6 separate regions of the Mus musculus genome follow, and regions 1, 2, 4, 5 and 6 are each linked to region 3. A link is a contact called in public Hi-C, HiCAR-type and HiChIP or PLAC-seq data. All regions are on one chromosome and are shown on one strand. The core of a region is the stretch at or near the end of the contact, and the rest is flanking DNA. Distances in the headings are between cores, read along the strand shown.

The links. A called contact is a pair of places that touch in the nucleus more often than the background predicts. HiCAR-type assays count read pairs that join an accessible place to other places. HiChIP or PLAC-seq counts read pairs in DNA pulled down with a chosen protein or histone mark.
Region 1: an H3K4me3 HiChIP or PLAC-seq map of forebrain shows a contact between it and region 3, with 4 times the contacts expected there. The contact joins the enhancer-like site here to the promoter of Csmd2 in region 3. A contact is called at or near these places in 3 of 39 promoter capture datasets (cranial neural crest, hippocampal neurons and liver), 3 of 484 Hi-C or Micro-C datasets (cerebral cortex and cortical neurons), 9 of 115 datasets of contacts at active chromatin or transcription factors (embryonic basal ganglia, embryonic forebrain, embryonic hindbrain and 6 more) and 1 of 9 other capture datasets (embryonic stem cells).
Region 2: a contact with region 3 is called in an H3K4me3 HiChIP or PLAC-seq map of forebrain, with 10 times the contacts expected there. The contact joins the enhancer-like site here to the promoter of Csmd2 in region 3. A contact is called at or near these places in 8 of 39 promoter capture datasets (embryonic stem cells, hippocampal neurons, liver and 2 more), 1 of 484 Hi-C or Micro-C datasets (cortical neurons), 8 of 115 datasets of contacts at active chromatin or transcription factors (embryonic forebrain, embryonic hindbrain, embryonic midbrain and 5 more) and 2 of 9 other capture datasets (embryonic stem cells and pancreatic islet).
Region 4: a Hi-C map of cortical neurons shows a contact between it and region 3, with 2.8 times the contacts expected there. The contact joins the enhancer-like site here to the promoter of Csmd2 in region 3. A contact is called at or near these places in 6 of 39 promoter capture datasets (the HPC-7 cell line, cranial neural crest, embryonic stem cells and 2 more), 4 of 484 Hi-C or Micro-C datasets (cortical neurons and embryonic stem cells), 6 of 115 datasets of contacts at active chromatin or transcription factors (SST interneurons, embryonic forebrain, embryonic hindbrain and 3 more) and 2 of 9 other capture datasets (adipose tissue and pancreatic islet).
Region 5: a contact with region 3 is called in a HiCAR-type map of astrocytes, with 3 times the contacts expected there. The contact joins the enhancer-like site here to the promoter of Csmd2 in region 3. A contact is called at or near these places in 3 of 39 promoter capture datasets (cranial neural crest, hippocampal neurons and liver), 1 of 484 Hi-C or Micro-C datasets (cortical neurons), 10 of 115 datasets of contacts at active chromatin or transcription factors (astrocytes, embryonic basal ganglia, embryonic forebrain and 7 more) and 2 of 9 other capture datasets (embryonic stem cells and liver).
Region 6: an H3K4me3 HiChIP or PLAC-seq map of forebrain shows a contact between it and region 3, with 7 times the contacts expected there. The contact joins the enhancer-like site here to the promoter of Csmd2 in region 3. A contact is called at or near these places in 2 of 39 promoter capture datasets (cranial neural crest and hippocampal neurons), 2 of 484 Hi-C or Micro-C datasets (cerebral cortex and embryonic retina), 1 of 115 datasets of contacts at active chromatin or transcription factors (forebrain) and 3 of 9 other capture datasets (adipose tissue, embryonic stem cells and liver).

Annotation. Positions count from the first base shown.
Region 1 is chr4:128,395,850-128,400,468 of GRCm38.p6, forward strand. Csmd2 (CUB and Sushi multiple domains 2) reads left to right here. Exons shown (of 71, transcript NM_001281955.1): 22 at 4,452-4,619. Among named protein-coding and RNA genes, the nearest start is that of Gm33656, 130 kb to the right of the region's middle. Within about 2 kb of position 3,317, at least 14 of the 459 cell types and tissues checked have an H3K27ac peak or open chromatin away from gene starts, as enhancers often do. A contact at or near this core is called in cerebral cortex, cortical neurons, forebrain and 1 more, where this site is marked.
Region 2 is chr4:128,448,096-128,452,757 of GRCm38.p6, forward strand. Csmd2 (CUB and Sushi multiple domains 2) reads left to right here. Exons shown (of 71, transcript NM_001281955.1): 27 at 992-1,183; 28 at 4,316-4,454. Among named protein-coding and RNA genes, the nearest start is that of Gm33656, 82 kb to the right of the region's middle. Within about 2 kb of position 3,011, at least 68 of the 459 cell types and tissues checked have an H3K27ac peak or open chromatin away from gene starts, as enhancers often do. A contact at or near this core is called in cortical neurons, embryonic forebrain, forebrain and 4 more, where this site is marked.
Region 3 is chr4:127,986,102-127,990,166 of GRCm38.p6, forward strand. Csmd2 (CUB and Sushi multiple domains 2) reads left to right here and starts at 1,943. Exons shown (of 71, transcript NM_001281955.1): 1 at 1,943-2,170. The coding sequence starts at 1,969. It also overlaps a transcript of CK137956 not described here.
Region 4 is chr4:128,269,815-128,274,324 of GRCm38.p6, forward strand. The region is part of intron 5 of Csmd2 (CUB and Sushi multiple domains 2); the gene reads left to right. Among named protein-coding and RNA genes, the nearest start is that of Hmgb4os, 11 kb to the left of the region's middle. Within about 2 kb of position 1,272, at least 7 of the 459 cell types and tissues checked have an H3K27ac peak or open chromatin away from gene starts, as enhancers often do. A contact at or near this core is called in cortical neurons, where this site is marked.
Region 5 is chr4:128,426,625-128,431,312 of GRCm38.p6, forward strand. All of the region lies in intron 25 of Csmd2 (CUB and Sushi multiple domains 2), which reads left to right. Among named protein-coding and RNA genes, the nearest start is that of Gm33656, 100 kb to the right of the region's middle. Within about 2 kb of position 2,312, at least 33 of the 459 cell types and tissues checked have an H3K27ac peak or open chromatin away from gene starts, as enhancers often do. A contact at or near this core is called in astrocytes, cortical neurons and forebrain, where this site is marked.
Region 6 is chr4:127,638,645-127,643,383 of GRCm38.p6, forward strand. No RefSeq gene overlaps it. Among named protein-coding and RNA genes, the nearest start is that of Gm40255, 22 kb to the left of the region's middle. Within about 2 kb of position 1,742, at least 89 of the 459 cell types and tissues checked have an H3K27ac peak or open chromatin away from gene starts, as enhancers often do. A contact at or near this core is called in cerebral cortex, embryonic retina, forebrain and 1 more, where this site is marked.

The sequences.
Region 1 (4,619 bases), core at 2,067-4,566, 410 kb after region 3:
ACCTGAGCCACAAGGCTGCTTGGTTTTTGAGGAACAGCTGAGAAGGCAGCTGGACTGGCAGCTGGGCGCAGGTGGCAGAGGAACTGGAGATGGAGGAAGACAGGGAGTGGGCGGGGCATTGGCACTGGACTGGCCTACATTGCTGCTAGAGTCCAAAAGAAGGTTGATCGGTGCTCTGGGCCCAAAGGGAACAGAAAGTAGGGTGACACCGTAGGAGGTGGGGACAATTGTTACTATGGATGGAGGTCTATTTGCTCAGTGGCCTCAGTGCTGAACCCAATAGAACACAGATGAATCAGTGAAGAACTCACTATGCTCTCAGGTAGCCATGGAGCTCTTAGAAAACATAAGGAACAGATCAGAGCATCATGCGTCCATTAAAACAGAACCCAGCATCACCAACACTCATGAGGTGCTAAGGTTAAGGCTCAGCGGTAGAGAGATTGCATGCAGGTTCTCTAGTTCAGTCATGAAGTGGAAAGGAAGAGAGAGACAGAGACAGAGAGTGGAGAATAAAATAGAGGGAGAAAGAAGACAGGGAGGGGAGAGGCAAGTAGAAGAAAGGAGAGAGCTGGAGCGATAACTCAGCCAGTCAAATGTCTTGCAAGCATGAAGACCAGGGTTCCATCCCCAGCACCCACATAAGAAAGCCAAGCATGGTAGCACACACTTGTAATCCCAGTGCTGAGCAGGCAGAATCAAGTGGATCCCTGGGGGCTGGCTGGCCACCCAGCTGAGCACCTTGTCAAGCTCAAGGTTTACTGGACCCCGTCTCAAAAACAACCCAAAGTGGACAATAGAACTGACACTGACCTCTGACTCCTACACATATACATGCGCAAGTGCACAAACACAACAGGAAAGGAGGAAAGGTAAAGAGGTAGCCCTCACACCTGTGAGGTCAGCCCTGCCCTGGACAAAGCCATGGAGCCCGGAGCTCCGCAGAGGACAACTGCTCAGGCTGGGAGCTGGGCCAGGCCCTACTGAGCAGGCACACAAATCATGGGTCTCTGCTCTGCCAATCACTAAACCATTAGTACCACCAGACCCTTCTGCCTGGCTTCCTCATTGATAAAATGGAGCTAACCACATCTGATGCATTCTGGATGAGGTGACATCGTCCCCATAAAGCCACAGGGAGCCATGTAATTGTCACTCTGCCAATAACATCTTTATCATTTTATTTATGGATTAACGACTTATCATTAGTTTGTCAATAATATTTTACAAATTCAGAAGGGAGAGCAATCAGACAACAAAGCTGCAACAGAATTCGCCCTGGGGGAGGTCCCGTTCAGACCTGACCACCAGCAGCTGCCCTTGCATCTGGAAAAGCCCCTCCATGAGGGCCTTGGAGAGAGTTCGTCTCCAGTGGGGCTTCCCAGGCCCCCCAGATGCTCACCCCGCTAAAGCTCCTGCCTCTCCAGTCTCATTATACCAACTCATCCTTTAACTCATTATTCCAATTACTGTTTGTTCACGACACCGCACAATATTTTCATTATTGCATTTGTCTTCTGTTTCACATGGTATTAATAACACGCAGCGGTTATAATCACCTCTAATTACAACCAGCCCTGCAGCAGAGACTACTGCCAGAGTCATGGCAGGCCTGCCCACCCATGGGGGTGCTTCTGCTTGCCACCTTCACCGTAAGACGTCACTTAGATGATTTAGCCCACTCTATGCCACCAGGAGCATTCCCAGCCACGGAGTGTACAAACAGCCCCGAGCTCTAAAACATGGTGTGACAGGGTGATCCAGCCTCTGACCTCAGGGGCGCCTGCATTTGATGTGGAAGAGACAGCCTTGACCCTGGGAGGGAACCCCAGTCTGCAATAAGAGATGCGGTCCTGTCCTTGGAAGCCCCAAAGTGACGGAGAAGACCTAACCCTCCCCCTCAGGAGCCTCAGACTGATGGATAAAATACAGCCCCTGCCCTTCCTGAGACCTCGTCTGATAGGAGCGGCAGAAGTCACAGATGTCCGAATCAGCAGAGGTTCTTTCTTGGGCATGTGCCTGTTTGCTTCTCTGCAGCGCTGGTTTGTTTCCATTTACACCCATGTTTGGCTTCCTGTGGCGTCTGCTCATCTCCCCTGCCTCTTTGGAAACTCTCCCAGAAGCAAGTGTCACATCCCTTCCTCCTCTTGTCCCTTGTCTTGTACCTAGAACCAAGGCTCTGGCAGGGAGTCAGGACCTTGCCATTGGGCAGGGACTGGCCGCCTCGGAGACACAGCAGTCCTGGGTGTTCTGGGTGAATGGGAAAGACAGGGAAGTCTTGCTAGGCCAGAGATTGGACAAAAAGCTGGAATGCAGGAAGCTGGCGCTGGGAAGACAGTCTAAAGTTCTGCCAGAGACCATGTTTGAGGAAGGCGGCTGTCATGAGCTGGGCAAGGAGCAAGGGGCTTGAGAAGCAGTTGGGGCATCGTGAGCCTGATAGCTAGAACTTTCCCATAAGAACCCTGATAGCCCCAGAGCAGATAGGATACCCAGTGGAGGCGGATAAGCTGCAATCAAAGAGGAAGAGCTACACTGAGTGAATGTCCACCATGTGGGCCACTCCCTCTGTGCTTTCCCCGTTTCATACATCAAACCTTACATGTTCACTCTCCAGTCTCAGAGGATACGGTCCGGATAAAGAGCGCCCAGGGAGCTGCTATAACTTCTCTGCCTCCATTGTGTTAAACTGTGCACAGCCTTCAGCAGCTGCCCAAGCCTCATCCGAGGGCACCCAGGAATTATGCCCTTTAGGAACATGCTTTTGGAGACTGTCAGCAGCTGTGATCCCACTGTGTCCACCCACCTTTCCCCTTCAGTTTTACATCCCAGTTTTACATCCCAGTTTGGCACATTTATCTGATATTGTTCATTGTGCTCACTGGCTGTGTCAAGTACTCAAGGGACCCTGTCTCCATTGAGATAAACAAGGTCCTATCCAAAGTCTTGGGAAACTAAAGCAGAGAATAGAATAGGGGCCAGGGAACAGGGCCCGCTGACAATTAGAAACTTAGTGGTGCTTAGTGGTGACTATGTCTACCTTCAAAGAACTAAGAGTAGTTTTGGGGACAAGCATATGACAAAGACCATAGAGACTCTGTTCTGAAGGTCTCTATGTGCCCTGTGGGTGTCATCTAGCACACTCCTGGCTTAGGGGAACTAGAGCTGGCTAGTGGCCTCTTAGTGGACCTGAAGGTCCTTCCAGCCAAGAGTAAGGACACAGAGAAGCGGCAGGGGAAAGTGGCTGTGCCACCAACCACCGCAGAGACATGCTCCAAACCGCCCATCTGTCCAGACAAGCAATGAGCCTGCCATCTGGACTCCCGTTTCCATCCTTCTGGAACCTGACTATTTTTAGCCCCATGCCTCTTCTGAGATCGGAGTATGGCCACATTCCTCCATTCATCCGTTTACTCAACAAATATTTATCTTACAGATGTGAGCCTTGGAAATGTACAGCTTCTTCAAGCGTGGTCCTGGGCCTCATGTAGCTCAGAATTTGGCTAGGAGATGAATACAAATGACAGGCAAGCAGGGAATAATGTGGCAGGTTCCTTAACACAGGGAGTTACAGAGAGAGCCTCACAATTAGTAATTTTAGAGAGGTCCCCCCCAGCTATGCCCTGCCACCAAGCCTGAGTTAGCCAGGCACTACCCACTTGTAGAAGAGATGGAAGTGTGACAGTTCCCCAAGGAATTATAAGACAGGGAAGGGGGTGGAAATACTAACAACGTAAGGAGAATGTGTGATGCCTTCTATAAACACAGGCCTGAGAAGAGTGGAAAAGACTGTTTCTGCAGGAGAGGAAACACGGTTTCCAGAGGCAAGATGGTTTTCTTGATTGGTGCAAGATGCAGAGGTTTGATAGGCCTGTGCAAAAACTTTCTCAGAGCCTCAGGCCCCTAACACAGGCCCAAGGTGGTAGCATTCCCAGCCCTTCCTCTTAATGTATCGACACTTATGTAAACTAGGAAAGAAGGCTTATACTTGCCTCAATAGTCTGGCATTCATGGCTCTTGCCTGAGACCCTGGTAAAGTGGTTGTGGTGTTTTGCCTGTAAGGGCTAGTGATTATTATTCAGTCTCATTACTTCCTAGTCCCTGTCTTTGAATACTTAAAGTTCTCCTCTTTCTAGGTTTGGCTGTCTCCTTCTCTAACATCCTTCTGTTGCTATGATACCAACAGATGTAAGGGACCAGTGCTTTATAAACTAACGCAGTGAAAGAAGAGGGCATCCAGTGATATGTTTTCTATTTCCACAGAAAAGGGACAAGCAAAGAAAGAAAGATGAAGAAAGCAGGCAGAACTGTAGGCAGGCTAGAGCTGGTAAAAATTTGGTAGGCTGTCCTAGAGAGTGTGGGCAAGCAGACAGCCTCAGCATACCCGTGAAGTTATTATGCAGAGCTTTCTGTGTGAGTGGGTTAATCTGTGGATATTCTAATTGTCGTTCCAGCGGAGTGTGGGAACTCAGTCACAGGCACTCAGGGCACTTTGCTGTCCCCCAACTTTCCTGTGAACTACAATAACAACCACGAGTGTATCTACTCCATCCAGACCCAGCCGGGGAAGGGGATTCAGCTTAAAGCCAAGGCATTTGAGCTCGCTGAAGGAGACCTCCTCA
Region 2 (4,662 bases), core at 1,761-4,260, 460 kb after region 3:
TGGAGGCCAGGGTTTGATGCTGGGTGTCTTCCTGGTTCATGCTACATTTTTCTTGCTGAGAATCGTCCCTGCACCCAACGCATCCCAATTCAGTCATCATAACTAGGCAGCTTGTCTCAGAGATCCCCTGAGCCCACTTCCCAAGTGCTGGGGCTCTAGGCCAGCTGCCATGGCTTTCCCAAGGGTTCTCTGCTCCTTGTGCTCTTGCACCCAAGTCGTCTGCCCAGCCCCTGTTCTGAGATTTTAATACAGACCAGCCGCTCAGGTTGATTTTGAGCTCAGTTCTGCCACTGGCTACAAGTATCTGATTTTTTTCCCTAAACATGGTGCAGGTCTAAAGGGTCCGTGGCTCCTTTGACATAGGGAGAGACCTGACCTCAGCAGACTCCCTGGGACCCTCATGGGCAACCCTAGCAGGCCAACCCCAAATCCTTCCCAAACTCTTTTGCTTAGATCTGTGGAGTTCAAACTGTATTCCCCTCATTCAAACTGATCATGGCATGAGATAGCAAAGCTTTGTCTGGGGAACAACGTTAGTATTTGTAAACGTGATTCATTTCTGCACTCATAGCAATGCAACCAAACTTCCAAAATGCATCTGCTGCTACTAAATCAGTGGTTCTCAGCCTTCCTAATGCTGCGACCCTTTAATGCAGCTCCTCTTGTGGTGACCCCAACCATAAAATGATTTTGTTGCTACTTCATAACTGTAACTTTGCTACTACTATGAACCATGATGTAAATATCTGCTATGCAGCCCCAGAGGGGTCGTGACCCACATGTTGAGAACCACTGTGTTAGCTGCCCAGTGGTCACAGTGAGGTATTGGTCCAGTGGTGACAGTGATGTAAATGGGTCAGGCTGGTGGATACAATGACATAGCTCTATTAGTGGTCACTGTCAAGGGCATGATGATCAGCAGAGCTGATGAGCTGTGAGCCTGGCTGACAGGCAGACACTGTCACCTCCCTCTTCTGTTCTCTTGCCTCAGTGTCCACCGCAACCTCCTGCAATGACCCGGGAGTCCCGCAGAATGGGAGTCGGAGTGGTGACAGCTGGGAAGCCGGTGATAGCACAGTGTTCCAGTGTGACCCAGGCTATGCTCTGCAGGGGAGCGCAGAGATCAGCTGCGTGAAGATCCAGAACCGATTCTTCTGGCAGCCCAGCCCGCCCACGTGCATCGGTACAGAGCAGCTTCAGGCATCTGCTCCTCTCTCCAGTCTTGGGGTTGTGGGCACCAGGCTCCTCTACACAGTAGGCAGCTAGCTGCCTTTTGAGCCTGGGGCCAGGAGAATGGTTCAGCAAAATGATGCAGAAAACCCAGTTTTCCTATACACACTCATGCAAACATGCACACACAGTCACAGACACACAGACAGACACAGGTACACACAGGTACACACGCACACACACAAATACACACACACACACGCACATCCCATGAACTTTTAAAAAATTATCTCAGAGAGTTCTGAGCCAGGCAGATCTGTCCTCTTGTCTCCAGCCTATTGTCTAAGTTGAATTCCAGGTCAGAAGATCAGCAGATTCCAGGGGCAAAGGAAAGACACTTTTCTCCCTCTCCCAGGGAATTGCTGACTGCCTGGATTAGGGTTCCTGCGATCTACCCTTTGTCTTAAAATCTCCCCATTCAACAGATCAAGGCTCTTAATAATAACAGTAGTAATAATAATACTCACATGCCCCAGGTGCCCACATGCCCCAGGAGCCCACATGCCCCAGGTGCCCACATGCCCCAGGTGCCCACATGCCCCAGGTGTTCACATGCCCCAGGTGTTCACATGCCCATGTGTTCAGTTCTTCTGTTCCCCGAGTGAAATGATGAACTCAGTTGATTCCTGTGCCCATGGCTGGTGGACACAGAAGAGTAGAGAGACCAGCCAGGCAGCAGTGGTGCCCACTTTTAATCCCAGTATGCAGGAGGCAGAAGCAGGCAAATCTCTTAAGTTTGTGGCCAGCCTGGTCTGCAAGATGGCCAGGACTATGTATACAAAGAGACCCTGTCTCAAAAGGGGGGCGGGGGGGAGAGGAACGATGACGATGGCCACTGAGTCCGAATGTGTGCTGGGCTCACACTAGAAGTTTGCTTAGATAACCCCATTTAGCTTTTCCCTGCAGCTCCCTGAATTTAGTACCATTCCCTCATTATAGCTACAGAAACCAAAATAGAAAAATTTGGATATCTTGTCCCAAATTGCAAAGCTAAGAAACACAAGAGCCAAGATTCCCGCCCACGCCAGGCTGAGCACAAAACCCCTGCTTTCCCACCACCAATGCGTCCTCCCTGCTAGAGACAGACTTAGGGGACTTCCTGAGACCTCTCCCAGCTGTGTTCACCCTGGAAGGTTCCACGGTAAGGGCCACCCTGATATCTGACGTCTGACCTTGACTTGCCCCAACTCTAGGATGTGGTTCTGAAAGCAAGACATTGGATCCAGTTCCTTGGTGGAAATGGGGTTAGCTCACGAACCAAAGAGACCCTGGAGCCAACTCAGTGTTGTGGAGAAGTGGGGTGTGCAGACAATCAGACCCAAACATGGGCTGAGGATCTGTCATTCACTGTGGAAATTGTTCAAGTCTTAGCCTGGGATCCTCGCCTGTGAGGGGAAAAATGCACATTTCCCTGGTGGCATAGTAGAGAGACAAGATACCTAGGCCTCATCTCCTCAGATGCTTGTCCCCCTTCCTTTCTGCCCCCAATGCCCTTCTTTGTTCCTATTTCAAATCCTTGTGCTCCCTTCCTCGCAGTGAACCGGACTCCAGTGGTGGGGATGCGGGATGGGGAGTGGTTCTGTTGAGAAGCACCCAGAGGCCTCTGTGTCCCCTCTCAGTGTCCCCTGTCCCACAAGGCTGTGACCCTCTTAATATACTTTCCAGAAAAAGTAAGTCCTTGCACCAGCACCCTGCGAAGGAAGAGCTGGGCTGGGCCGGGCTGACAGGCTGCAGCTGGGCATTGAGCAGGCCAGTGAGGTTAATTCAGCTTTCATGGCACACACTTCTGCACATGGCCTCGGGGAGGGCGCCTCCTCTCACAAACAGATTGGAAATCCCAGCGATGAGCCCCTCGTTTCCAGCTCCTTGGCAGTCTGCCATGAACAGAGCTAGCTGGCCCTGATGGCCCTGCCTTACAGGAGAGAAACAAAGAGAGGAAGCAAATATTTGTCAAACGTTGTCTGTGATGGATGCCAGGCTAGCTCTAGCCCCATTCCCGGTGAAGTCAGCACATGAGCTTAGAACTCTGGTTCCTGGGTTTGAGTCTGGCTTCTCCACAAGGGGTGTTAGGGGTCATCTGGGCAAAAGTCATGTCAAAGCTGAGGTGTGAAATCCTGAGCCCCCACCCCCATCCCTGTCCCCATCCCGGATGCAGTGAGCTGCCTGGGATGTTAGAGGCTGAAGGAGGTCCTTGGGAAAAACAGCTTGCTGGATCCCTGGGTACCCTATCCTCCCCATCTGTTGAGAAGTCCACCAGCACAGGAGAGGGTGGCCACTGTGGACCCTCAGGAGGAATCGCAGCACATTGGTCCTGATGAGGGGCATGCTCATCCTTAGGCAAGGAGTAAAGCTGGAAGGCATCTGGGATCCAAACAGATGCCAGCAGAGCTGGCAGCCAAGGAGACCAATAGTGCTTGGCAGGCAAAGATGATGGTGTTTTCCACTCGCTGTGATATCCTGCACAAGGAAGATGCAGTAAACACCCACGAGGCTTTCCTGAATTCATAAGACAGTGAGAAGATGGCACATACTTCATATTCCTGAAAGACGACGGTGACACCATTTTGACCATGAGACCTCTCCACTAAGCATCACAGACACCCCCTAAGGGAGACATCACCTCCTTTTAACACAAGAGAAAAATATGCAGGTTAAGTAATTTCCCTAAGGTCACAGCCAGGAAGAACCTGGTTTTTGTTTTTTTGGTTTTTTTCTTAAGATAATTTATTGAGAGCTGAAGATTCAGCTCAGTTGATAAGAGTGCTTACCTAGCATACACAAAACCCTAGGTACCATCTTCAGCATCATGCCAGATGAGGCATGGTGGCAAACCACCTGTGATTCCAACACTCGGGAGGCAGAGGCAGAGATTAGGAATTCAAACTCATCCTTCACTACACATGGCAAATTAGAGACCAACCTTGGCTACACAAGACCCTGTCTCAACATCAGCAACAACAATGGGCTTTTTATTTGTGTTTTGTTTTATTTTTTCCCCCTGAGGTGAAATGCACATCGTATAAAATGGCCTATTTTTAAGTGACCAAGTAAAGGGGACAGACTTTTCCTCGCCTTCTCTCCTCAGCTCCTTGTGGGGGAGACCTAACCGGGCCATCAGGAGTCATTCTGTCACCAAACTACCCAGAACCCTACCCACCAGGCAAGGAGTGTGACTGGAAAGTGACCGTCTCTCCAGACTACGTCATCGCCCTGGTATTTAACACGTATGTACCTTTCCCGGGCTGGGACACCAAGGGGTTTGAGACCTCCGGGATTGAGGACCTGGGTGGCCAGGCTAGTCCTCACAGGTGTGTGGCAGAGTTCTCAGGTCCAAGGGTAAGAGAGTCAGAGATGAGGGGTGGGGCTCCAGCATCCACTGAATGTCTTCTCTGCCCCGGGACCTGTGTCTGCAGGATTCTTGCAATAGTTTCC
Region 3 (4,065 bases), core at 693-3,192:
CACTCAGAGAGACTGAGTCGGGATGGGCCAGTGTGATGGGGGTGGGGAATGGGACCCGCGATTCACAGGATTCTCCATACCCACTCCGGGGGCCACCAGGCGCCTTCCCCAGCTGTGGGATGAGCTCATGCAGGGAAACCGGAACCGCCAGGGTTGGGGTTGGGGCAGAAAGAGAAAGACTCGTACCAAGCGCTCTGAGAAAGTGTGGCTCTGTGGAGCAAGTTTTTGGTGGGAATAAGAAGTAGCGTCCACTCCTCCTCCATATCCCCCTCCACTCCAATCCCAGACAGAACCCCGAAGCCCTATTGTACGCCTTTCCTGAGAAATTCACAGGCTCGCCGCCGACAGCTGGTCAACTTGGGTTGCAGAAACCCCCTAACCCAAGTTGCCAACCCTGAAGTCCCTCTCTTAACCCTTCCCAGGAAATGTCCCGGCCTCGCCGCCCGCCATCAGGGTTCCCGGGCTCCTGAGCCTCCAGGATGACAGAACGCCAGCTTGGCCAAATCACTTGATTGCCAGACTGCCTAAACGCAAGATCTGCCTCTCTGGGTGACTCTGGCAGAGGGGGGTGGGGTGGGATGTACATCGGCAGGTGCTTTTACGCTGCGCTCGCCAGGCGGAGCCTTCTCCCCCTGCCATGTTGCTCGCGGTCCTCTCCGGCCTCCCTCATCTCCCTAGGCGTCTCTTCGCCCTAGGCAAGAGTTTGGCGTAGGCAACGAAGGGGCCCTCGTGACTGGCAGAGCAGCCTAGGGTAGACCAGCCTGAGACCGCTGCTGAGGCGGAGGGGGGTTGGTGTGTGTGTGTGTGTGTGTGGGGGGGAACTACGCTGCGCCCTTGTGGGTCTGAAGGCAGCCGCTACCAGCCTGTAGAAGATAAGGGTTCACTTCCTTGGGAGAAACTCATCTGGTTTGGGGCCCTGGTTGGGTGGGTATGGGGGACAAGCAGAGTCCAGTCACTTAAATTAGAGGGTAAATTGTTCAAGGGACTCGTACACAACACTTCCATCAATCCCATACCCGCTCCCGCCCCCAATCTCAGTATACATCCCTGCGGTTTTGTCTTAGACTAGGGGTAGGACTGCCCTGGACTGAATGAAGGGACCATTCACCACCCCCACCCCTCCTGTTTCACTCACCCTTCAATTCTTAACCCTGTCTTCTTCTGTGTCCACGAACCCATCTCCTGGGGTGGGCTACAGCTAGCTGAGCTCCAGAGTGTCCTCCCCAGACCCAAGACTACAAGTTCAAAGCCAGTACCCAAGATTTTCTCGCAAGACCCACGACTCCGGGGAACTGCAATCTTCTTTGGTTACCTCTCCCCAGACAGTATTCCCATTTCCAAACGTGGAGGAGGCGTGTGTGTGTGTGCCTGAGTATGCAAGAGTGTGTGTTTCTGTGCGTGAGTGCGTGTGTGTGTGTGTGTGTGTGTGTGTGTGTGTGTGTACACGGGAGGGGATGTACTGATGGTGATCTTTTACATGAAAACCGGAGGACTGAACTTAAAAGAAACTGGTCAATTGTAGAACAAATAGGAATAAACAACCCTTTAGATGTAATTTGTGGTTTATTAGGGGGTGCAGGTGGCGCTGAAGAACACCCCCCCATCCAGTTTTTTTTTTTTCCTTAACTGCGCCTCCACCCCCAGCATTTGGAGCGGCGGAGAAGCGGCTCCGGAGTGATTAATCCGGGGATAATTCACCCCCCCCCCGCCCCCCGGCGCGAACCCCGCGAAGCGGGATTGGAGCGAGTCATTTCCGAGAGCGCAGCGCGCCTCTCCCCGGCCGGGCGGACACTTGGTTCATTCCAGCCGCAGAAGCTCAGGGCTCCCGCGTACCGGGATTTTTTTCCCCCCCTCCCGGAGCAGGAAGAAAAAAAAAAAAAAAAAAAAAAAAAAAAGCTACAGAGCTCTCCTGACCTCCTTTCTCCTCGGCGGCGGGCGAAGCCTCTCCCTCGGGCTGCTGGCCGCGCTATGCCGCGCTCGCGGGGACCGGAGCAAGGATGTTGCGGCTGCCCGGCAGTGAGGGCTCGCGGCGAAATCGGGATTTGGGCGCTTGTGCCGGGTACCGGGAGTCGCTGGGGCCGCCCGCCGCCACCACCACCGCCGCCACCACCGCCGCCACCGCTGCTGCTGCTGCTGGGCTGGGGGCTGCTCAGTGCCTCGGCTGCCGCGGGTGAGTCTGACCGCGCCGCCCGCCCCACCCGAGCCCACCCAACCTCGACGCGGTCCCAGTCCCTTCCCCCACCTCGGCTTGGCTTCCTTCTTCCGATTACCCACCCTGCTGCTCATCCTCCTCTCTGTCTGCCCAGATCACCTACTCCATCTTCGACCACATCCTCACCTCTACCCTCATGGATGTCCCCAACCCCAGCTACAACTTAGCCGGATCCGGCCGGTATGGGGGGCCTGGGAGACAGACATCCCCCTCCATGGGTTGCGGGCCACCTGGACTGTGGCTTCAGTTTCTCCTGTCTCCCAGCCCCCCAAGATGCCAAGCTTTTCCGGGATAAACTTTCCCAGAGCCATACTCCCCCATCTCTCCCCATTCCGCCTGGCACACCCGTCCTGGGGGTTGGAGAGTCTCGGCGCGCCCCCTCCGCGTCTGGAGGGTCTGTCTTTCCCTGCCCCCGCCCATTTTCTCCGACCAAAGCCTTTGCCCCCGCCCAAACAGCCCTGAGACTGCGGTCACCACCCACCTCCTCAGACGCCCTCCGCCCGCCCCCTCGGTGCTTGGGCTGGGGGCGGGATGCAGGTGGGCGCGCGCCCAGGTCGGGGGTCCGTGCAATCTTTCTTGAAGGGCTCATGTGAAGATCTGAAGGGGGGTTGAACCACTGGAGGTGGAGGAGGAGGTCGTGCCGGGTGGGGAGGGAGGAGGGGGAATGTCACTGCCAGGGTCCGTGCCGACACATCCCCTCTACTGGCTCCTACTCCGCGCCAAAGTGCCCTTTCCCGCGCCCTGCTGCAGCCAAACGCCTGGGCTGCGGCATCCGTGGCTCGGGTGGCAGACTCGATCTCCTTAAGCCAGCCCGGACAGACCTGAAGGGTGTGGAGAGTCGCGGGACTTTAGGATGGATGTGTGGTTGCAGCTTACAGTTCCTGGGAGAGAGGCATGTGGACCCTTTAGTGAGCCCAGTTGCTCTAAAGGTTGTTGGTTTCAACTGGTCTTCTACTTTACCCACGGCACCTTCAGATGCTTAGCCACAACCTAGAAAGTTCCGTGTGCCCGTGGGGGGACCGGTCCAAACGGGGATGCCTGGAGCTGCGTTTTCACTTTACTGGATGCTGACACCCGCTGGGGAAGAACACCCGAAGCACCTGATGCCTGGGCCTGGAGCCGGGACACCCCGCCCCACAGTAGTGGTTTTGTTGTTGTTGCTTGTTTGCTTGGTGTTTTAAAACCACAGGTTGAGCCTCTCAAGCCTTGTCCTGGGCCATCCCCAAGCCCTGGCGCTTCTTGGAAAGTGTGCCCCCTCCCGTGGTTGGCCAGTGTGTGGTAAAAACTCTCATGCCCTCTCTGGCTTTCAGCATCTTGTGAAATGTCCCATCAGACGTTGTCATTCACCATATAACCATTCAGTGTTGGGGTTTCCTGTCAGGGAGGGCTCCCCAAGACAGTCTTGTCTGTTTATCCCTACTTGACCGGACTTTCTCAGGTAATCCTAAGAAGTCATAGCCACTGACACCCAGAGAGGGGCGCCCGCGGTGCGCGTGCCTCTCTCAGCTTAGGCCTCTCCGCACACCCACACCCACCGGGAGGCCGCTCACACCAAATGCTTCTGGTCACCAAGACTTATCACATGAGCTGTGGGGTCCGTTGTTACTTGCTGTGGGGCCCATTGGATGTTTGTCCAGGCAAAGGCCCCCTTTGCCTTGGCCAATTGGAACTTGTTTGGGATTGCTAGATTTGTTTTCCTTGCTAGGTTTGCCCCTGCCCCTTTGAGTATGCCATGCCCCTGGGGAGAGAAAAAGGCCAACTCACCCGGGCCTGCACAGTATTCTGCAGTGCTGGAAGGCTGCCTTTTTGAGATCCATTTGTCGTTGTCTCTTGGGTAGGTACCTAAGTTGGAG
Region 4 (4,510 bases), core at 22-2,521, 280 kb after region 3:
TTCAGGAATGGGTTTCCTGTTGCTGATGCTCTCTGCCCCCACCCCCACCCCCACCCCTGCCGCCTCCCAAAGGAGAAGAAGTAGCTGGGGCCTGGGACAAGGATATGTAGCAGAAGCTGGTCAGGGAGAACTGCGAGGAGATGAATTTTTCATTACGGTAAACATTCCAAGCAAGGGACGGACGACTGTCTTAGGGTTTCTATTTCTGTGATAAAAACCACAGCTAAAACAAGTTGGAGAAAGGAGTTTATTTCATCTTACAGCTTGAAGCCTACCGTCCAGGGAAGATGGGGAAAGAGTTCAAAGTAGGGACCTAGCGACAGGAGCTGATGCTGAGGCCGTTGGGGAAGGAGTGCTGCTTACTGACTTGTTCCTCACGGCTTGCTCAGCCTGCTTTCTTACAGCGCTTAGAATCAATGGGTGGTACCTCACACATCAGCCATTAATCAAGAAAATGCATCACAGGCATGCCTACGGGCCAATCTTGCAGACGTTTCCGCTTCCAGAACGACTCTAGCTTGGGTATAAAAGTAACTAGCCCGGGAGTTCATGCAAGGTGGGCATCAGGCCAAAAGACCCCAAGGGACTTCTGGAATGGAATCTAAGATCAGTTCCTCATGCTCCCACTTCTGACTGCAGAGGGAATATAATTAGGAAAGCCCTGGTACCCACGGCAGTAAGTCATCGCTTTAGTTCCTCATCTGTTGGTCCCCATATACATTAGAGTGCAAGCATCCTCGGGCTGCAGGGTTCAGTTGGTAAAGGGCTTGCTGCTCCAACTTAGGACCCTGAGTTCAAGCCTCAGAACCTGCGTGAAAAAGACAGGCACGGTGACAGCTACATGTAACCTAAGAGCTGGAGAGGCAGAGACTGGAGGACTCCTGGGACTCACTGGCTAGTTCCAGGCTAGTTCCAGACCAATGAGAGAAACTTTTTCAAAATGCAAGGTGGATACCTCCCAAGGAATGACACCTGAGGTTAACCTACACACACACACACACACACACACAAACACACACACACACACTCACATGCACACACAAACACACATGAGCATGTACACTTAAACACACCCAAAAACACACAGACACACACACTCACATGCACACAAACACACACAAATAAACATAGATACACACACTCACATGCACACATATACACATATGCACACACACACACACATCCATGTGAACACCATCCATCCTCCCCACATACATACGTTCTGGTGCTCCCACAGTGGTAACCGAGCTTCTTGCCTGCTGCCTGTGGCCGCCTGCCAGCCGTCTCCCACCCTGCCCTCCCGCCCCTGTGCTCTGACTTCCTCCAGCTGGGCCTCGTACTTTCTGAGAATCGGCTGGGTCTGTTGCCAGCTCTCCCAGCGCGAGTCATATTTGTTATTGTAATTATGTGATTTAAATTAAACATCACATAAACGAATGAGATACGAGTGCGGAAGGAAATACAGCCGCCACGATGGGAACCCGATCGAATACTCGTGAACGACTCTGCGAACAGGAGGGGCTCTAAGAAGAATTCGAAGGGCGCAATCACCCCAAAGTTCTCTCCCTCGGATCAGGAATGCCATCTTGGTACCTGGTACCAGTTAGTAAATATTTGTTGCCTGGGTGCCTGCTGTGACTTAAATGAGATACAACCAAAGTCTTGGGCACAAAGTCTGTGGTCAGGGAAAAGGCTTACTTCTATGCAAAACTAACTGGCAATTCCATATACGTTTAAGTTAGTCACGTGGTAATGAAATTGTCTAAGGCACAAATTCGTCCTTTTGTGATTCCCTCCTCAGCTTTAATTTAGAGACATCATCTGTGAGGCTGGTGTGCTGGGAGTAAGCAAAGGACCAGACAGTAAACAACAGAGCAAAGCTTTCTTACTATGTAACCAAAGACGACCTTGAACTCCCTTGCCCCACCCCGACCTCCCAATAGATATGTACCCTGTAATCATTTTATGGACATTGAACCCATGGATTCTCATATGGTAGGCCTCTACCCATCCCTAATGCAAGGTGTTCCCTGTGGCATGACAGAGTGCTGTAGACACAGCAGCAGTGGACAGTGTGCAAATAAATGGATGGGCCTGGCTGTGACTCTCCAGAGGGTGAAACTGTATCCACAGAACTAGACTGAGCCTTGCTTGGCAGCCACATTCTGTTACTAATGTATCCCTCAGTGGGGCTGGAGATAGGCAAAGAAGCTCCCATCCTGCCCCATGTGGAGCTTGCCTTACTAGCTGCGGAGAGAGCATCAGGTCCAAAGATGATTACAAGACAGTAGATCTAGGATGGTGGCACGTGACCCTGCTACAGAGGGGACACACTGAGCAGGCAACAGTTGACCAGGCTTATAGGACAGGTGACATTATGCCAGGTCATCAGATGGGGCAGCAGGGAAGACATTCTGGGTAGAGGAACCTCAGAGGCAGGGACTCCGAGTAGGTGCTGCCAGGGAGGGAAGATGTAAGAGAACTTGGGCTGAGTTCTGGACCTGGTGGGTCTGTCCCTCCACTAAGACTTTTCTGGAAGGATTAACTTGCTTGTGCCACAGTGTTCCCTCCATCCCCTGACAGGTGGTAGGGAAGGAGGGGGTGGGGAGTTATACCTGTCCCCTTCCCCGGCCCTCTCCTAGGCCTGCCGTGGAGATGAGGGATGGCTCACACTAGAGTCTGAGGTGCAGAATGGCCTGGAGCCCAAACCTCACAGGGTTATTCTAGCTCAGAACCCATGTGGCTCATGTGAGGGGTCACGGGTGCTCTTGCCAGATACAGCAACTGTGAGGGGAGAGGCACTACACAGAGACAGGGACTGCCCAATCAGCTCGTGACACAGTGCCCCTGCCCCCTGCATGTCTGGTGACTGGATACATGCTTGTCTTCATAGGACTGGCAGTTCACAGGGAGGCTGGCATTTAAACCAGTCTCCTGTGTCTCCGCTGCCAGGCAGCAGTGCCCAGACACTCACTGTTGCCATTTGGACAGGGCTTCTCTCGGTGCCTGAACATCCAGACTGCAGGAGAGGCTTCCATGAAGAAATGCTTCGTACAGAGCACCTTCCTGCCGCTGGGAGCAAGGCCGAGCTCACCCTGCCACTCCCCCTCCTCCTCCAATCAACTTGGAGCATTAAAGGGAGTGATTTTTTTTATTCTCCCCAAGCTAGATTCCATTAATGAAGCCCCATTTAACAGAAGTCAATTTACCAAAAAGAAAAAGAAAAAAAAAAAAAACAAAACAACCTCACGTATACTTGCTTAGATAACGTTTTATGTAGTACTGCAGTAGCGATTTACTGGGCAAGCTTGGAATTCCCCAGGCCCCCCAGAGAGAAGGTAATGTGGACAGGAAGGTTTGAAGGGGGAGCCTCTCCCTTTGTGTTTCTCTCCTTTAATTATGATTCTAAGAAGGAAGAAAATTAAAGAGGATCCTGGAGGGTAAAGAGGAAGGAAGACACAGGGTGGAATTCGGCCTCGACTGTTCCACCACGGGCGTGTGCACTTGTGACAGTGCACTGCTGGCTGAGTGCCCAGGCTCTCAGACGGTCCTGGTTATAATCTCACCTCTGCCATGAAGTCCTGTGAGCTGATGATTGGGGTTCTTTACTGTAGGTACGTGTGTAGCCAGGCGGCCCACTGGGAAAGAGTAGAGAGCACGGATCGGAAGGCGGAGACACTCAGAGAACAGTGCTCTTTCCAACACACGAAGCTCTTCTGCTTGGCCAGCAGCAGAGTGCTGTGTGTGTGTGTGTGTGTGTGTGTTTGCACCCATGTGTGTGTAGGTTTGCGTGTGGTGTATTGGTGGGTAGGTGTATGTGCACCTATGTGTATGTGTGTAGGTGTATGCCCACCCACGTGTGTGTGCACCCCTATGTGTGTGTGTATGTGTATGTTTGTGTGCGTGTGTGTTGGTGTATGTGTACTCATGTGTGTGTGGTGTTTATGGCATGTGTGTAGGTGTGCGTACACCTCTGTGTGTGTGTGTGTGTACGTGTGTGTACGTGTGTGTGTGTGTGTGTGTGTGTGTGTGGTGTGAGTTGGTGTGTATACACCCATGTGTGTAGGTGTGTGTGTACCCATGTGCATGTATATGTGTAAGTATGTGTGTACCCAGGTGTGTGCAGTGTGTCTGGTGGGTATGTGATGTGTGTAGGTATGTGTGAGTAGGTGTGTGTCCACTCATGTGTGTGTGGTTTATGTGTAGGCATGTATATGTAGGTGTGTGTTCACCCATGTGTGTGGTGTGTGTGTGTGTGTGTGTGCCCATGTGTGTGTTTGGTGTGTGTGTATGTGTAGGTATATGTGTAGGAATATCTGTGTGTATAGGTGTGTGTGTATGGCATGTATTTAGGGGTATGTGTGTCGGCATGTATGTGTAGGCATGTGTGTGTGTGTAGGCATGTACACATGTTCAGGCTGAAAACCAGGCAAGAGACAAATCAGGAAGAGGAGGGCTCCACTGAGAATCCGGCATGTGCTTGACAGCTTGAGGATGTGAGTGAGCCAGG
Region 5 (4,688 bases), core at 1,062-3,561, 440 kb after region 3:
TATATGCCTAGATCTTACACACAACAACAGCAAGAGTAGGTTGTTTACTGTGAAGGCTGGTAGGCAGGACCTCGCAGACTCACAAAATAGAGGAAAGCATAGATGCACAAAGCCATGCTTAAAGAGCTCACAATCTAAATTGAGAAGGTGACCTCACTGCTTCAGGAATATCAACAGTAGAAACTCAGGATAGAAATTGGTTAGGAAACTAGAGAAGGCCCTAGTATGACCATTTGGCAACCGTGGTAACATTTGGAAGAGAGTTTCTTGCATACAGGTACAGTTGGGACAGGTAACTCCAAATGAAAAGAGGACTACATAGTGCAGCTGCAGGAAGGCACAGATGATGGCCCTTTATAGGTGTGCCCTCCTGCAGGGGTCTGGGACCCATGGACAGTGAGGACCTTCTTGCTGTTGGACGTTGATTATTTGCCTAATACTCATAGAGCTGTGATCCTTTTGTTTGGCCAGTAAGAAGCACTTTGTTAGTTTTAACCAGTAGGACTTCTTCTTTGTGACAAAGGTGAAGGTAAGCTGTGAGCCTCATTTCTAGCTGTTGGCCACCCAGCAGCAGGGCTGCCAAGAGGAGGTTCTGAGGAACCAGCTTCCCTGCTCAGTGGAACTTGTCTTCCTGGGAGGATGCCGGACCAGACAAAATACCTGGCTGTGCCTGCGAGCCCGGATCCCCTGCTGCAGTCTCAGATCTACCATAGTACAGAGCTGTTCTCCACAGCAGTCAGCCAGCAAGCGGGCAGCTGGCCCGGAGGAGGCAGAAGGCACTGGAAGCAAGGCTTGTGTTCACAGATCTTGCCAGGAATACTGACCTGGGGTTCAGCAGCTTCCAGAAGGTTGCTTTTTAAAAGAGCAACGGCGAGTTAAACTTTAAACAGAGGAGGTCCCTGTAGCTGCACAGTGAGAGCAACCACCTGAAGGAACCGCACGGATAAGCACACCCAGCAGGCATCGCTTGAAAAGCCTTAAGTTTGCAATGAGTCAAGAAATGGCCAGAAAGAGCCAGAACATTGTTCTGAAGGAAAAGAGGTAGCCAGCCTGTTTGGTGTTAATGTGGCTTTAATATATAAATATTCTAAGTGTGACTTTAAGTGCAGCAGTGTGCCCTGGTGATTTCATTTCCATGGATTGCCTCTAGAGAAAGAAACACAAACTACTTCAAATTATCCAAGTATGATAAGCCAGCCAAACCACCCTGAGTAGTTGAATTAGGCAGAACACACCCTGTTCTGGCTGCCAGCCTAGGATCTGGGCGCGAATTCTAATGTCTCTTAGGGGAATTAGCACCACCTGCCTTCTTGGCTGGCACACTGGACCTGTAGCGATCTCTCCCTTCAAAGGGACAGATTAAAAATAATAATGCACAAATAAGATACATGCACGGGATGTTTCATAAAGAACAGCGCACATGAGAAAAATGAATAACTGTTTCTCTAAAGAAACGGGACCATTTTTTTAAAAAAATAAAGGTTTTTTGTTTCTTTTTTAATACTCCAGGTGACAGAAAGAAATATAAAGAACCAAGACTGGGGTTGCAGCTCAGTGGCAAAACCCTTGCCTAGTGTTTTAGTTTCATGCAGTTGCTGTGATGAAACACTGTGGTCAAGTGCATCTTGGGAAGGAAAGGGTTTCTTTGGCTTACACTTCCGGGTCACAGTGCATCAATGAAGGAAATCAGGGCAGGAATTCAAGGCAAGAGCCATAGCAGGAAGCTGCTTTCCAGATTGCTCTCTGGCTCACTCATGAGCTTCTGTTTAGTTAGCTTTGTTTTATAGCCCAGGACTCCCTGCCTAGGGATAGTGCCAGCCACCATGGCCAGAGCCCTCCTGCATCAATTAATAATCAAGGCAGTCACCCATAGACACGCCTGCAGGCCAATCTGATCTAGGCAAGACTTCAGTGCAGGCTTTCCTCTCAGATGACTCTAGGCTGTGTCAAGTTGATAATTCATGCTAACTAGGATACTTAGCCCTTGATTCCACCCCAGGGTGTCAAAAAATGCAAACAGAATAGACAGTAGGTATTCTAACAGACCCCGTACACGCTTGTGCTGTTTCATTCTAAGATGTGGAGATGGCCAGGTTAATGGAGGAGAAGAGCTCCTGAGAGAGAAAGAAAACGATGGCAACCAATCAGGGAGGTGAAGAAAGTAATGACATCATCACAATTAAAATCCACAGTGGCCGCATCTGCCCTGCAAGAAATGAAAAGCATCCACGCAGGAGATAAGCCAGAGAGTCCAAGGCTGACGGAGCACGTGACGGCGTCCGAGTTCTGAAAGAAAAGTAGCGGAGCGTGACGCCGCCAAGTGACAGCCACAAGCTGCATAAATGAAGGACAACGAGCTACAAACACATATGACTCACAGTTCTGGAAGCTGAGCCGTTCACTAGCAAGTCCCTCACAGGCAACAACGCAAAGAGGGCTCCTAGTCCAAAGTCACTTGGCACATAAGAGGGAAACCTGGGCTAAAAGTCTACAAAAACAAACAAACAAAACAAAACAGCAGTCACCAGCCTAGAAGACCACAGCGCTTCCTGCAGCCCACCCAGTTCCACTTCCTTACTTTTGAAGAGAACGGAATTCCAACTGACCCCAGGAACCAAAGCCTCAAAGCTAGCGCCCAACAGCTCTGCTGGCTTGGAGCCTCCACTTGTCTGCCCAGCAGTGACTCTTTGAATCGCATGATACTTTAATTCCAGAGTCAAGTATTGCTATCTCGGTGGCGTAATTAATAGCGAGTTTGCTGTCAAGGGCTCAGAACGAGCATGATTCCCTCACCCCACCCCACCCCCACCATTCACTTTCTGTGTCCCTGGGGGATCCGTTAAGCTGCATTCTCATCTGGGGTCTGAGTGATTTCTGAGCCCCTCCCTCCTGCAGCTATTCCTGAACATGCCACTTTTCCCTGAAGTCAGGATCCATCTCTCACCATGCGGGACCCCACAGGGTCTGTCAGGTTCACGCTGTGGTAACAGGTCCCTGACAAGGCCTGAGGTGCTTTCCTGCCTCTGCCTCCTCCAAGTCAGAGGGCGGGCGTGTGAAGTCAACAGCTTCAGTCACCACAGTGTTTGCTTTCTCTTGCCCTCCGGTTTGCATGCCTTTCTATGGTCAGTGGCTCCAGAGGAGCCGCTGAGGGAGCCAAGGGAGCCGCGTCTGGCAGCTTGGTGTGTTCAGCTTTCCTTCAGCCTCAGAGCGCTGAGGAGTTCCAGAAGGCTTTGCATGGAAGTTCCCCTGAGAGTTAGGGACACTAACAGTCCAGAGCCCTCCTGGCTATTTTGATGCAGGCAGTACTAGGCCATAGAGATCAGCAGCAGATGGGGTCAGATGTCTGGCCTGGAAGCTTCCCCAGCCCTTGAAGAGAAGGCAATGGGGTGGGAGGGAGCCTGGGCTCAAGCAGGCAACTGGCTTGTCTTCCCTTCATGGATCTGTATAAACTGCACTATTTCCTGACCACCTTGAAGCTCTCTTTGTGTCTGTAAGCTAGAAGAGATTAAGGAAAGGGCTTAGCGGGCCTGGCCCAGGAAGATCTGGTTTCAACATGGGTTCCTCACCCTTCCTTACTGTCCAGTCAGTGGAACCCTTTGGGACTTCACTTCCAAACCTTTGCAAAATGGCAGAAGTGAGGCCCTAACCCACCCGCTTTCCACAAGGCTACGGGAAGCACCTACAAGGCAACCAGCACGCAAGGAGAGAGACAGTCTGCAAAGACTTAGCACTTTCTCCCTCTGTCATTTCAATGGTGTCTTGTGTATGGCACGTTTTTTTACTGTGTTTTACGGTGTCTCCTTCCGTGAGCAGCAGGCTCCTGGGAGGAGTCAGCTCTGCATAGTCTGAAATCTCTGAAGGAAGATGGTTATACACACTACAGACACCTCATCCTCTTTCCAAGAGATGGCCTATGGATGGCAAGCAAGCGCGTACATGCGTGTATGGGCATGACACCCACAGGGAGAGGTACCATCTCATCCCAGTACCTCCTCACCTGGGATCACAGTACTGATGCGTCTTCAAACCCATGCCAGTCCTCTAAAAGCCAGCAGACGGGACTCATCTCTCACCTACAGGAGGCAGATAGGCCAAGTTTGGGGGCCTGGGCTGATCTCCATTGATCAGAAGCTCCGATGAGTACCTACAGACTTTGATCTCCTTAGGATGAAGGAAATCTTCATTGAGAACATGAGTAACTTGGCGTAACCAGTCTTTTCCTGGCTCTCACCAAGCCCCACCGTAAGAGGGGTCACTGCTGGCCTGCAGCTAAGGCCCCTGTGTCTATTCTTGCCTGCCTCTACCTGTTCTCACCAGTACAGCCAAGAATGATCCTAAAATACAAACCAGACTCTGTCGGGCCTCAGCTTGGAATCCTTCAGCAACTTCGCTTAGCCAGTTGAATAAAATCTCAACTTCTTCCCCAACCCACAGCGTCCCAGCGGGCCCAGCCTCTGCCTGCCACCCCGCAGCCATGCCGACCTTTCTGTTGCCCTGACGCCCTGGGGCAGCTTCCCATTTGGGACCTTTGCACACGCTGCCCTTTATCTGGGGAGACGCTGCCTGCCACCTCTTAACCCAGCCTGCTCTGCGGTGGCCAGCTCCCTCTGAGCCTGCCATCTTGCTTAAATGTCACCCTTTGGAGAGGTCCTGCATGTGCTCCATTCTAAAGAGGTGACTGTGTCTCA
Region 6 (4,739 bases), core at 492-2,991, 350 kb before region 3:
TTTGATGGGGTCATGGGTGCTGAGATGGGAACTGCATGTAGGGTCAGTGGGAAGGGACTTCTGATAGCCGCTATTGATGACTATCCTGGAGTTAAATGAAGGGACGTTATAGAATGTGTTTTGAAAAAGTACCAGGCACCCCATAAAGTATTATTATTAAAAACATCACATTGCTGGCTAACAGTTAGTAAGCATGTACAATAATGCACTTCAAAAGCTGTCTGAGGCAGGGGATTGTCTCATTTTATATATGAGGAAATGGAGTCTCACACAATGCTTTTGACAGGGCTAATGGTAACACATACAAAATAATATTCATTTATAAATTGCTTACAATGTCTCACCCTGAGGCTCTCCAAGTTTTTTTGGTTTTGGGGTTTTTTTGTTTTGTTTTGTTTTGTTTTGTTTTGTGGTTGTTTGTTTGTTTGTGATGGAGTCTCTATGTAGTTCTGGCTGTCTTGGAACTCACTGTGCAGACCAAGCAGGCTTTGAACCCAGAGAAACCCACCAGCATCTTCCCAAACTGGGACTGTATTATTTTAGTTATTTTCACAATTATGTGAAACAACCATCATGTTTGTTTCCTTGTTTCTCAAGACCAGAAAACTGAAGTTTGGGTGGTTAAGAAATTTCTCTGACTGTACGTGGATGACTGGCCATTCGGTAAAGTGCTTGCCTTATAGTATGGGTTCCAGCCTCAGAATCCATGTAGAGAAGCCAGAGTGGTAGTCTGTGCCAATAATCCTGGCACTGGGGAGGCAGAGACAGGTGGATCTGGGGGCTCCATGCTCAGCAGGTCTAGACTATTTGGCAAGCTCCAAACCATTGAGAGACTCTTGTCTTGAAAAACAAGGTAGTAACTCTGGACGAATGACATCTGAGGCCGTCCTCCCACCCCCTGTCTATTTGCACACACACACATACACACACACACACACACACACACACACACACACACACCCCTAGGTGACTGAGGCAGGAGGATTGAAAGTTCTGGGCTAGCCTGAGCTATTAAGTGAGTATAAGGTTAGACCCTGTCTCAAAATACAAAGTATCAGAAGGGCTGTGGGTGTTGCACAGTACTGGAGTGCTTACCTAGCAAATTCAAGGCCCTACCTTCAGTCCTCAGTCCTCCAAGAAACAGATTGCCCAGGCCCCTGGAGCCAGAAGCACATAGAATTTCTCCGATTCTATAACTTGTTCTGGACACTCCTTGCTGTTCCACACACAGTGGCCAGCAGGACATGAGTGACTGGAGCACTGGCCTTCCGAAGCCAGGTCTGTGTGTTCCAGACCTGGTCAGCCATTGGATGTGGGCAAGTCACAGCGTTCAAGGATACAGGCACTCCTCATGTTCCTGGACTGTGAGATTGGGATTATGAGCAATGACTTTCCTGTTCCCCATTTCTTCTTCTTGATCCTTCCTTCCTCTCCATACACCTCTCCTCAGGCATCCCTCTTGCCTTTTCCCCATTATCCTCCATTCCTCAACTTCCTGACTTCCTTGTCCCCTCTTCTGCCCCCTCCCTTCCTCTGACTCTCTTGTTCATTCTGTTTCCCCCCCTCCCTCTTTTCCTTCCCTTTCCCTCCTCCCATCTCAACTCCCCTATCACCAGTATTCCCCCTCCTTCATGGCCTCTCCCATTTCCCCAACCCCCTTGCCTCTAGAGCTGTGCTGCCTGCCGTTGTCATGGAAACTTCTCAGCCGGTTGCAGCCTTTCCCCAGATCTCAGCTGGCCAAAGACCAATAGGAGAAGTCTAATGAAGTGGCCCCAGCATTCCCTTCCTCTCTTGGCCTCACAAAGACCTCAGGAGCCTGGTGCAAAGGCCTGAGCCATGTGTCACTGGAAGCGTGGACTATAGTGACAGGAAACATTATCTAGCGCTCAGGGGCAGGCCTGGGCACAGAACTGGGCACAGTCACCTTCACTGGCACTGTCACTGCCACCCAGCAAAGACTCTACTGTACTTTTGCGCACGGTACTGCTCACAAAGAGCCACCCCGTCTCCTGGTCCACACAGAGGCCTCTGTGAAGCTGAGTTGAGCCTTCCCTGTGGCTAGCCGTCAGCTTGTAAACCCCAGGTTTCCTTTGCTGGAGCTTTGCCTCAGTAAAAGGGGTTCCAACCCGACTTTGGGGTCTCTGCTTGCTCCCTGTAAGAGGAGGGGCGCTTTCATACTGAACCTGTCATGTAGAGGGGTTGAGACGACGTGGCAACCAAAAAAATAGATCCAAAGAGCTGTGTGTGCACAGGTGGCTTCTCCCACCCACAGGAAAAGAGAGCCCAGCCCACAGGCTGTTCTTCCCTGGGGAGAAATGTGTTCCACTGGGCTTGCTCTCTGCATCTGCTACAGCCACCCACCAGGAACAAGAAACTCAGCATACCATGGCCCTGCTCCCCCCGCCCCCACCCCAGACTTCTCTGGGCCATCGTTATTTTGATTTCAGTTTAGAGAATATATTTAGATCACTAATTACGAACAAAAATGCCCCAGCTCTACTTTACGACCAAATGTGCTACTGCTTTCTAAAGTGGTGGGCTTGAGTCATGCCCCCCTGTACAGTCCACCACAGTAGAGGTTACCTAGTCCGTCCCCCCACCCTCGAGACCATGTCTGCATTAAGCAGCGTTTCCTGTGGCCACATCTTCTTCCGGATGCTGTCAAACCCCATGCCTTATAGCAGCATTTACCCTCTGCTCATCTCATGTGAGGGTTGCTGGGCCATGGTCACCGTCCTTGGCTCTCTGGGGGTTCTGCTGGGCTTGGCATAGCTCTAGCAACCAACCAGGTATTATTCTGGACCCTCGCTAAAGGAGAAGCGCTGCAGCCTGCTGTTCTTGTGGTGGTGGCTGCAGCTTGAGGGAGGAAGAGCTAATCCTGGAAGCATGCTGAACTGAAGCTGGACTAAGTCCTGTTTGCTTGAGCCCTGGAGGGGAGCAGGGAAATGGCTCAGTATGCTGCGAGAGAGCAGGATGCAGGACTGCTTACAAAGCAGAGGAAAGGCTTAGGAACAAAGAATAGACAGCTACGAGTCCTTAATGTCCGAGAATAGATTGAGTCTTTATCTAGGACCTTTATTCTCCAGTGATTACCTGAAATAAAAGTGTGAAGTCAGCTGGCATGGGTGGAGAGCTGAGGTTTTCAGTTTGTGAGCTAAGTGACTTTGGTCCAGGGAGTGATCTCCAAGCTCTGGTTTCTGCATAGCAACTGGTTGTTATGGCAATCTCCATGTGAGGCCCAGGACTATGCAGGGCCAGGCACATAGTAGGTACTCAGCAAGTCTCAGCACTATGGTGTGCAAACGTGAATGTTATTTTCATCCCAATAAGTCAACCATCGACAGCGAACACAGTTATTAGCACAGGTGAACGGAGAAAGCCCTTTTCCAGCAACATTAACAATGGACCTCTCCCAGCTGCCTGCTGCTTTCTCCTCCTTACCCTAGTGGCTCACAGCACCTGGCCAGGTGAGGGCTGAAGCCGACAGCAATCACTAGTGACCATGCATAGGGCTCCAGCTCATTCGTCTTCACGAGGCTACAAGCACAGTCACCCCTCGATATCTGCTGGTGTTGTGTATCTACAGAGTCAACCGGAGACAGGTGAAAAATATTTTTCAAAACCTTGCATCTTGGAGTCACGCCATGAGAGAAGCGCAGCATGCCTCCAGGTTGCTCTGTGTCTTCCCGGAATAAACTGTTTCCTTTCCTGTCAAAACATTGTATCCGTATCAAGCATGCACAGACACTCCCCCCACCACCCCCACTGCCATTCCCTAAACAACACAGTGTTGTAAAGCTTAAGTAGCATTTGCGGTGATTAGCTAGTTATCCGGAGGAGGTGTATTATTTACAAATGCTACATGATTTTAGGCAAGGGTCTTGGGACTTTGCTAACTACCCCAAAGAAACCAAGTGACTTCGGTCTCACTCCTAGTGGCAGGGTGAGTATTCTCTGCACTTTGAGGATGATGGAGCTGACCTCAGAGAAGATCACGTAGCGTGCTCTGGGACACAGTGTCTTGGTGGCAGAGCCAGAACTCAAAACCCACAAAGTTACCCAGCCTCTGGGATTTTGCTGAAGTTATAAGACACAGAACAGTAAACTAACACTCCATAGGACATTTAATGAGGTGCCCTGGACATTCTAGTTATGTAGATGGCAAAGTTCTTAACCTGTTGATACCCACTAACAACTGCTTTTACTTCTTGTGTCTTTATTTGTTTAGCCCCTGGTCTGCTGTTTCTTGCTTCTCAAATTACACTCACCTCTTAAATGTAAAGGCCGCGCTGGTCCCATTCGATTTGGTTCGTGGGTGTGGTTTTAGAGTTAGTCACCAGCTGTATGTAGCCTCAAACGTCAGCTTGGCATGGGCTTGACCCCTTGGGGACCAAATACTATTTCACTGCAAGTCAGGCATCTTCTTTGGAAATCACCAAAGCTTCTTGGGTTGTTGATAACAGGGAGCATGGGACCAAGATGTGGGACCAGCAGATGTAGGAAAACCATCAGTCAAAATCATTTTTTAAGTAGAAATGAACACACTCACTCCCACCCTAACGCCAGAAAAGGACTTATGTCGAAAGAAATGGTATCTATGTTTTCAGAAACAAGTGAGTTCTTGCTCAGTAGGCCCAGAAGTGCCTCGTCCTTTAAGCAGTGAGAGCTCAGCCTGGAAGGCTGTCATCAGTCCTTGTCCCCTGTCAGTTGACCCCACACTTCACCTGTTGCTCTTACAT